Regions from separate parts of the Sus scrofa genome. Here region 1 is linked to region 2. The links are chromatin contacts, called in public HiChIP or PLAC-seq maps. All regions are on one chromosome and are shown on one strand. Each heading gives the region's core, a stretch centred on a gene start, on an enhancer-like site or on the middle of the called end of the contact. The rest is flanking DNA. Distances are from core to core; before and after follow the strand shown.

Evidence for each region. HiChIP or PLAC-seq counts read pairs in DNA pulled down with a chosen protein or histone mark.
Region 1: a contact with region 2 is called in an H3K27ac HiChIP or PLAC-seq map of alveolar macrophages. The contact joins the promoter of TMEM53 here to the promoter of HPDL in region 2. A contact is called at or near these places in 2 of 2 datasets of contacts at active chromatin or transcription factors (alveolar macrophages and skeletal muscle).

Annotation. Positions count from the first base shown.
Region 1 is chr6:166,642,553-166,646,796 of Sscrofa11.1, forward strand. It overlaps TMEM53 (transmembrane protein 53), which reads left to right and starts at 2,551. Exons shown (of 3, transcript XM_003482099.4): 1 at 2,551-2,830. The coding sequence starts at 2,770. It overlaps C6H1orf228, which reads right to left and starts at 2,449. Exons shown (of 18, transcript XM_021096783.1): 1 at 2,255-2,449; 2 at 1,491-1,583.
Region 2 is chr6:166,013,562-166,018,101 of Sscrofa11.1, forward strand. HPDL (4-hydroxyphenylpyruvate dioxygenase-like protein) reads right to left here and starts at 1,490. Exons shown (of 1, transcript XM_003128048.4): 1 at 1-1,490. The coding sequence starts at 909.

The sequences.
Region 1 (4,244 bases), core at 1,301-3,800, 630 kb after region 2:
GCCACAGCAACGCGGGATCCAAGCCACGCCTGCGACCTACACCACAGCTCACGGCAAGGCTGGATCCTTAACCCACTGAGCAAGGCCAGGGATCGACCCTGCGTCCTCACGGATGCTGGTCAGATTCATTAACCACTGAGCCACGATGGGAACTCCACAAATATCCCTTTAAACAAACTTCTCCATCAGTGCTTTGGATTCCCTACCTTATTCTTTTTCTGGGGGTGCCATTCTGTCAGTTATCTCCTCTCCCCTATAATATTATCTTTTTCCTCTTTGCTGGATCCATGCCAACGGCATCTCTCCCATTTGAATAAAAACTTGTTTCTCCTTCCAGCTACTGCTTTCTCTCTTTTCTCCCAAAGAGTCAAACTTCTTGAAAGCGCAGCCTTCACTTCTTCACCTTCCCACGCCCTTCTCAACTCACTGTAATGCAACCTCTGCTCCCAGCACTCCACTGAATCTGCTTTTACAAAGGTTAACTACCACTTCCTTGTTTCTAAAACCAGTGGATTTTTTTCAGGCCTTATTTCACTTGATTAGTCATCAGCCTCCAGCACTTTCCTCCCTTGGTTTCTGGAAAACCACGTTCTTCTACTACTGATTATTTAACTGCTCTAGACACTTCATCTCAATTACCTTTGCAGATTCAACCGTCTTTGCCAGAACCTCAAATATGGGTGCTTCTTAGGGCTTTGTTCGAGGCCCGCTTCTCTTCTTATTTTATATATACCCTCTGGGCAAGCCCCGAATCCATCCACTGGTGTGACTGCCATCTATAAGGCACCACAGACTACCCATTTTTATTTCCAGTTTAGACTTATCTTGCAAATTCCAGTCCAGGACTCCTGGACACTTCCACCTGGATGACCCACTGGCGCCGCAAACTCACCATGCCCAGAGCTGACCCTCTCTTAAAAACGCTGTTTGCCCAAGCCAGGAATTTAGACGTCATTCTCCATTCTTCCCACTTACCCCACATCCAACCAGTCGCCAAGTTCAGTTCTTTAAACTCATAAGTGACTAAGGAATCCATCCCTTCCTCTTCATTCCTGTTAGTTCTCCAAGCTTCTGGCTACCACAATCCTTACTGAAACAATTACTGAAACAACTTCCTCATTGGTCTCCCTCCTCCCAACCCCCAATCCATTCTTGTCATTGATCTTTCTAAAACAAATCTGGAGTTCTCTTGTGGCCACAGCAGGTTAAGGATACGGTGTTGTCACCATAGAGTCACTGCTGTGGCGCAGGTTCAATTCCAGCCCCGGTAATTTTCACATGCCACAGGCATAGCCAAGAAAAACAAAGACACAAATCTGATTGTTACTATTTTGCTTAAAGCCCTGCAGACTCCCCATTGTCCTCAGAATAAAGTCTAAGCTCTTGTGCTCATCGGTGTAAATGCACTGGAAAATTTTTCCATCAGTAAGATTTACCCATAAGCTCAGAGCTGAGCTTGACATCAAAGACCTTCCAGGATCTGGGCCTACCTGTTCTTCCAAGGTTGCTCTCCCATTGTCTCTCTTCTGTCCAGAGATGCTCATAATTCCTGGTATAGCTTCTCACTTTCCTCTCTCTGAGTCCTGCAAGGATTCGTATCTCCCAGCATCTTTCAAAGCCCAGCTTAAGAGGCATCCACACTGCCATAAATGCCCCTTTTTATCCTGAGCTGCTAAAATCCTTAGGGCCTACTCTTATGTAGTATTTTATCCCTTGCACAGAATTACAGTTGACTCCTGCTCAAGACTTATGGAAGTCAAGGCCAAGAAATGTAATCCTCACTAGAGTCCACCTACAAAACAGGTGCTCAGGATTTTTTTTTGTCTTTTTGCCTTTTCTAGGGCCGCTCCCGCGGCATAGGGAGGTTCCCAGGCTAGGGGTCTAATCGGAGCTCTAGCCACCCGCCTACACCAGAGCCACAGCAACTCGGGATCCGAGCCGCGTCTGCAACCCACACCACAGCTCACGGCAACTACGGATCCTTAACCCACTGAGCAAGGCCAGGGATGGAACCCACAACCTCATGGTTCCTAGTCGGATTCGTTAACCACTGCGCCATGACGGGAACTCCAGGAAACATTTTTTAAGTGCGGGAATAAATGTAAGAAAACTGTACTGCTTAACCCCTTTTGTCCCGCACGAACAGGACATTCTCTAAAGTCTTCCCAGGAGATACCACCTCCTCTGCATCCCACCCACCCAGCAGCCAAAATATGCCTCCATCCACCGGGGGGGCGGATGGGCTAGCACGCACCCCTTTGGCCGTTTTGTACGGTTTTCTACCTCCAGCCCTCGGAGTTGCGGCTGGTGGAAGACAGTAGAGGCAGCTAGCTAATGTAACTCAAAGGACACTGCTGTCCCCTTCGTAGGATAACACGCGGTTGGGACGGGAAACCTTTCCCATCCCCAGAACATAGCAGCTCTCCCGCAGACTCTTACCGACGCAGGACGGTAGCGACTCTTCCTGACCGGCGTCTTGGCTGGCCAATACTTGACCGAGATCAAGAGAGTCAGCCAATGGCGGTGGGCCAGGGATAGAGTGGGGCGGGGCGCTGTTGCTATGGCCGAGCTAGCCGGTTGCAGCGAGAGGCTCTGAAAGAGACTCGGTGGTTGCTAGGGCGGGAGGTCACAGAGCGCAGCTCAGGGATTGGGCAGCGTCGAGGGAGGTGGGTGGTGATTGGGCGGCGCCCAGGAGGCGCCCTGGTGAGGCGCGGACTTGCGAGCGTGAGTTCCGGCGAGAGGCCCGAGCTGAGGGCCCGCGGCTTCACGATGGCCTCGGCCCAGCTGGACTACACCATCGAGATCCCGGATCAGTCCTGCCGGAGCCAGGGTATGGAGCGGGGGTTGGGTCCGATCGTGGGGAGGTGACGGAGCGAGTCGTGGGCAGCAAGCGCAGCTGTGGCCCCGCCCCTCTTGCAGCCCCGCCCCCTCGCGGCCCACCCGCTCCTGGGGTCCCGCAGGTCCTGGACTTGGTCCGGCCAGAGAGCCCCGCCCCCTAGTCAGCCCCGCCCCAGAATGTTCGCCGCGTCCAAGCCCCGCCCCTTCACTGCGTCTCCGCCCACCTCCCCCAACCCAGCTTGGAGGTCTTTTCACCGTCTGTTTAGTGGGAGTTTTCCGGTCCCTGCCCGGGTTTCTCTCCTGGTAGCTGAAGGCTGCCGAGGGCGGGGGCCCCCCTGATTCCACTTTTGGGGGGCGGGATTCCCACTGCTGTTGTTGTTAGGGGTCCGGCCTTTTTAGTCCCACCATTTTCCCCGAGGTCTTTGCAGAAGCCCACCTTCATCCCTCCCTCTCCACTCCTCCTGGAAGTGGTTAACCGCCGTGTCTGCCAGGAGGTAGAAGGTGGTTCACACCTGACTCCTCTCTTTAGTAGCTGGGTGACCTCTGGCAGTCTTCCTCCGGCTCTTTGCCTGGATTTCCTCATCTGCAAAACCGAGGCACCAATAGTCACCTCCCTCGTAGGGTTGTTGGTTGCGCAAGTGAGATTATTTGTGTAAAGGACCCAGCAGAGGGCCTGGCACGGAGTGTGTTTAGTGATTAACCTTTTCCTTCCTATCAGAAAGGTGTGGGGGAGGCACCACCAAACCAGTAGCCTATAGAGCAGGTCTGGATCACTGGCAGTGTGAGTAGGATCAGGGGCCCAGGGCATGGAAAGTTTAGCCCAGGTGGGGAATTACGGTAGAGGAGCCTTGAAGCACACGCCAGCCTGAACTACACGTGCATTCCTCCACACGCCTTCACACCTCCCTTAGCACAGCCAGCAGCAGCTCAGCCTTTTCCGCTGCCACCATGGCATTCTTCCTAATGCCCAGGTTTGATTTTCTCACTGTTCTGTGTAAAACCCTTCAGTGGCTCCTTCTTGCCCGCAGGATAAATCAGGTCCAGATTCTTTAGCCCGCATTCAGAGTCCTTTATAATTTAGCGGCGTCCCTGCTTCTCGCTTTCATCCCTATGTCCTTCCACTGTTCAATTTAAGTTTTATGTTCTGGCGGCCCCAAGCTGCTTGTGAGTCTCTGCACACTTCTTGCTTCTTTGCTTTTGCTCTCGCTGCCTCCTCTCGAATGTCCTTTCCCCCGTGCCGTGCCACACTGCCACCTCCCCTGTCTGGTTTATCATGTCAGGCTTTGCTCAGATGTTACCTCCTTCAGGAGAGCCTTCCACACCCCTCCCAGAGCCTCTTGTGTCCCTCGGGTGGGGTCTAGGAGGGGAGGGCAACCCCCAGGCTTTCCCAGAACAAGCTGGCTCCA
Region 2 (4,540 bases), core at 240-2,739:
GCTGCGAGGGCAGGCCAAGGTCAGGTGGTCCACGTGGGTGACCCAGCCCGGGCCGGGTACAGAGGACACGGGCCGAAAGCCGGGGAGAAAGGGCCCGCAGAAGCCGGGGCGCTCCAGCAGCGTCAGGCTGAGGTTGCCGGCGGGCGAGCCGACCACGGCGTAGGTGGCGGCGCCCTGTGCATCCTGCACGGTCACCGGAGGCACCTGCACGTTGCAGCCCAGCGCGGCTAGCGCCCGAGCTGCAGCGCCCACGTCAGCCACGTCGAAGCACAGGTTGGTCGCACCGGGCACCGCGTGATGCGGGTCCAGGCTGTACAGCGGCTCCCCAGGCCCGGCGCCCTCGTTCACCAAAAAGACCGCGTCGCCGCTGCGCAGGGCCAGCTGCCGCCAGCCATCGGCTTCCCTCACCGCCAGGGGCCGGAAACCGAAGAAGCGCTGCAGATCCCGGGCGAGGGGCTGCCCCGCGGGCACGTGGAAGGCGACATGGCACAGACGGCGGACAGGCGCGGCCATGGCGGTCCGGTCGGCGTCCCTCCTGTCCTTCCCCTGGGGTCGCTCACGGGTCGTGGACTCCGCGATCCTCAGGTCCCCGGCTTGTCGTCGGAAGCCGGTGGGAGTCCGCTTTTGCTCGCAGAGTGCGTGCCTCGGTCTTTTTCCGGGAGAAGCCGCAGACAGACCCCTTGGGGCTCGCAGTTCCCCCTGTTGTGCCCCCCTCACTGGAGCTGCCTGGGGACCACCAGGGGGACCTGAGAACCACGCGGAGCAAGGGCTGGGACCCAGCAGGAGCGAGGGAGGGCGGAGCCAGTGACTCCGCCCTCCGCCCGCCCAGACTCCTGTCCCCGGCGAGGGGAGAAGGACTGCCCCTTCCCACGGCCTCTGGGCCGCAGCCTTGGGCCCTGACCTTCCCATGGCCTCTGGCTGAGCCACACTCTTGGCCCCTGAGCCACCCTTCCCCGGACCCTGGAGATCACAATAGCTGCCTTCACTGGGTGCCAGGCAGCGGGCTCCCACTTAGAGCGAAGGTTTCAGCCCTGGTTGGGAGAAGAGCCCACATTCTTCCCCTGTAAGCACGAATTCCTTAGCAATTTCATGTTTGAGCTTAAATTTTTTGGAGAATTTGCTTTTAAGTCCTAATGTCCTTTCCAACGTAAAAAATATTAAAATGTTTTGTTACAGATTTTCATTCCTTCCTATAATGGTCCAGAGAAATCGATGTTTATAGGAAGATGGGCCATTTATACAGCTACGACATGCTTCTCACCTTTCTCTTGGGAAGTCTCTCAGCTGCATTTTTCTCTTTCCTCAACCCCATTCTCCGTTTAACATCTTTTACCTCTTGTCCCAACAAGATTGGGAGAAAGAGGTGGTCGCTCGGGATCTGAACGGAGTAACTGCATGGGTGACCTTTCTCAGCCCCGACCCTATCAGGACTTAGAACAAGCCCTTCTTGGAGTTCCTGTTGTGGGGCAGCGGAAACGAATCCGGCTAGAATCCATGAAGTTTCCATCCCCGAGTTCCCGTCCTGGCGCAGTGGTTAACGAATCCGACTAGGAACGAGGATTCGGGTTCGATCCCTGGCCTTGCTCAGTGGGTTCAGGATCTGGCATTGCTGTGAGCTGGGGTGTAGGCTGCAGAAGCAGCTCAGATCCCGCGTTGCTGTGACTGTGGTGTAGGCTGGCAGCTACAGCTCCGATTAGACGCCTCACCTGGGAACCTCCATATGCCGCGAGAGCAGCGCTAGAAAAGGCAAAAAGACAAAAACAAACAAACAAACAAACAAACAAAAAAAACCACGACACCCAAGCCCTCCTTGCTCTTTGCAGCTTCCTGACTGTGTACCAGGCAGACACACTTTGCAGATCACCGGATGAGGAAGTTAGGAGCCTTCTGGAAAATCACCTGGTAGCACCTCAAGGATTTGGAAGGGCATTCCTGGAAGGGCATGTAGCATAAACAAAAGCTCAGCGAGGAATGTGAGCCAAACCCTCAGAGGCGCAACGGAGCATAAGGTTGGGGAGGCGGTAGGGACGGATGCAAAGGCACTGCAAATGAAAGTCCTCTGTCAGGCAGCCTGGGGTGATAACGACTGTTGAGTTTCACTGGCCAGAGGGGAAAAGGATGTGATGAGGGGACAGGGCTTAGAAGAAAAGACTCAGTACTCAGAAGCTGGTCAGTGAAAGACGCTTGGTGCTGCTCCACAGACCAGTGAATCCGAGAACATGGGCTCCAAAAGCCAGACAGACCTGAGTTTAAAATCCACTTCCAACACTTCCTAGCTGTATGACTTTGGGTAAGTTGCTTAACGTCTCTGAGCTTCAGTTTCTTCTGTTAAAAAAATGGGAATAATAATGGTACCTACTTCATAGGGTTGCTGTGATTAAATGAAATTGTGGTGCAGTCCGGAAAGAGATCCAGGTTTTAGCCTATGAACCTGGGCCTGCTGGTGGGGTCGGGGCATACAAAGGGCTGCGTCTCCCTAGGCCTGAGCCCTGGGAGGGGATTCTAAGAGAAGGGGCCCTGGGAATAGGGCTCTGAGAGGATTGGTTCAGAACAGGCTATGCTCAGAATTCCCTGGCTCAGTGGGTTGAGGATCTGGTTTTGTTACTGCTACGTTTCAGCTGTGGCTCGAGTTCAGTCCCTGGCCCTGGTAACTTCCGCATGCCGCAGGTGCCGCCAAAGAAAAGAAAAGGAAAAAAAGGTCTATGTTCTGCCCCAGTTATCATGATGAGGGCCCCAAAGGAGACGCGCTAGTGCTTCTAGGCCTTCGGTCCAGGAGAAGGAATTTCTACTCAAGGGCTCTGGGTACCGACAGAAGGAACAGACACAGCCCTCTGCACAGCACTTCCTACCTGGAGAGGATGGGTTTCTGGAGGCTGTGGCTGCTGTCTGAAAGAAAATGCTGATCTTGGCAGAGGCGTGTTGCCCTGCCAGGGCGTGGCTTTGGCCCAGGGCACACACTGGGCTCTCAAGAGGCTAGCTGGTAATAGAGGTCAACTAATTAAACCCCTAGCTTGGGAGCTTCTTGGGGAAGAGGTGTGTTTGCATTTCCAGAGCCCTAGAGCGGGGCCTCTGCAGGTGCTCTGAGGACCTGCTGATATCCCCCTCTCCGTGCCTGTCACTGTGAAGGAAGAAGAGTGCCACTTGGGTAAGACTAACAGGGCTTGGAGTTCCCATCGTGGCTCAGTGGTTAATGAATCCGACTAGAAACTATGAGGTCGAGGGTTCGATCCCTGGCCTCGCTCAGTGGGTTAAGGATCCAGCATTGACGTGAGCTGTGGTGTAGGCTGCAGACGCGGCTCAGATCCTGCATTGCTGTGTGGCTCTGGCGCAGGCCGGCGGCTACAACTCCGATTAGACTCCTAGCCTGGGAACCTCCATGTGCTGCAGGTGTGGCCCTAAAAAGCAAAAAAAAAAAAAAAAAAAAAAAAAGACTAACAGGACTCTGAGTCCCACCGACACTCATGTCCTCAGTGAGCTTTTGCTGTACTGATTTTGCTCTCTCTCCTGTGAATCTTCACTTGCTCGCCTTTAAGGAACATCCTCAGGTTTTTTTCATATTAAAAACAAAACCAAAAAGCTCTCCCTCTACACTGTTTATTTTTCCTTCTTTCTTTCTTTCTTTTTTTTTTTTTGCCATTTCTTGGGCCGCTCTTGTGCATATGGAGGTTCCCAGGCCAGGGGTCTGGCCTACACCACGGCCACAGCAACGCAGGATCTGAGCCACGTCTGCGACCTACATCACAGCTCACGGCCACGCCGGATCCTTAACCCACTGAGCGAGGCCAGGGGTTGAACCCACAACCTCATGGTTCCCAGTCGGATTCGTTAACCACTGCGCCACGACGGGAACTCCCTAGCCTATTCATTTCTACAACTATTTTTATATAATTCCCCTACCCTTCACAGCCAAACTTCTAAAAACAAGTTTTTAAAAATTGAAGTGTTGTTGATTTACAATATTGTGCTCATTTCAGGCATACACCAGTTATTGTTATCTATAAATTTTTTTTCAGATTATTTTCCATTATAAGTTATTATAAGATACTGAATATATTTCTCTGTGCTCTATGGTAAATCCCTGTTGCTTATTTATTTTTTGCATAGTATTTTGTATCTATTAATCCAACACTTCTAACTTATTCCTCCCCTCATCCTTTGGTATCCATAATTTTCTTTTTTGGGGGCTGGACCTGCAGCATATGGAAGTTCACAGGCTAGGGGTCGAATTGGAGCTATAGCTGCTGGCCTACACCACAGCCACAGCAACCCCAGAGCCGAGCCACGTCTGAGATTTATACCACAGCTCATGGGAACGCTGGATCCCTAACCCACTGACTAAGGCCGGGGATTGAACCTGTGTCCTCACGGATACTAGTCTGGTTCATTAACCACTGAGCCATGACAGGAACTCCCTTCACTAAGTTCTGGCTGTACTTTAAAGATAAAAAACTCCCCTGGCTAATCAGGCCCTGACAACCTTTCCAACTGTTGTTGTTCAAACTGTAATTTATTTCTTGAATGTTTTACACTCTCCCCACCC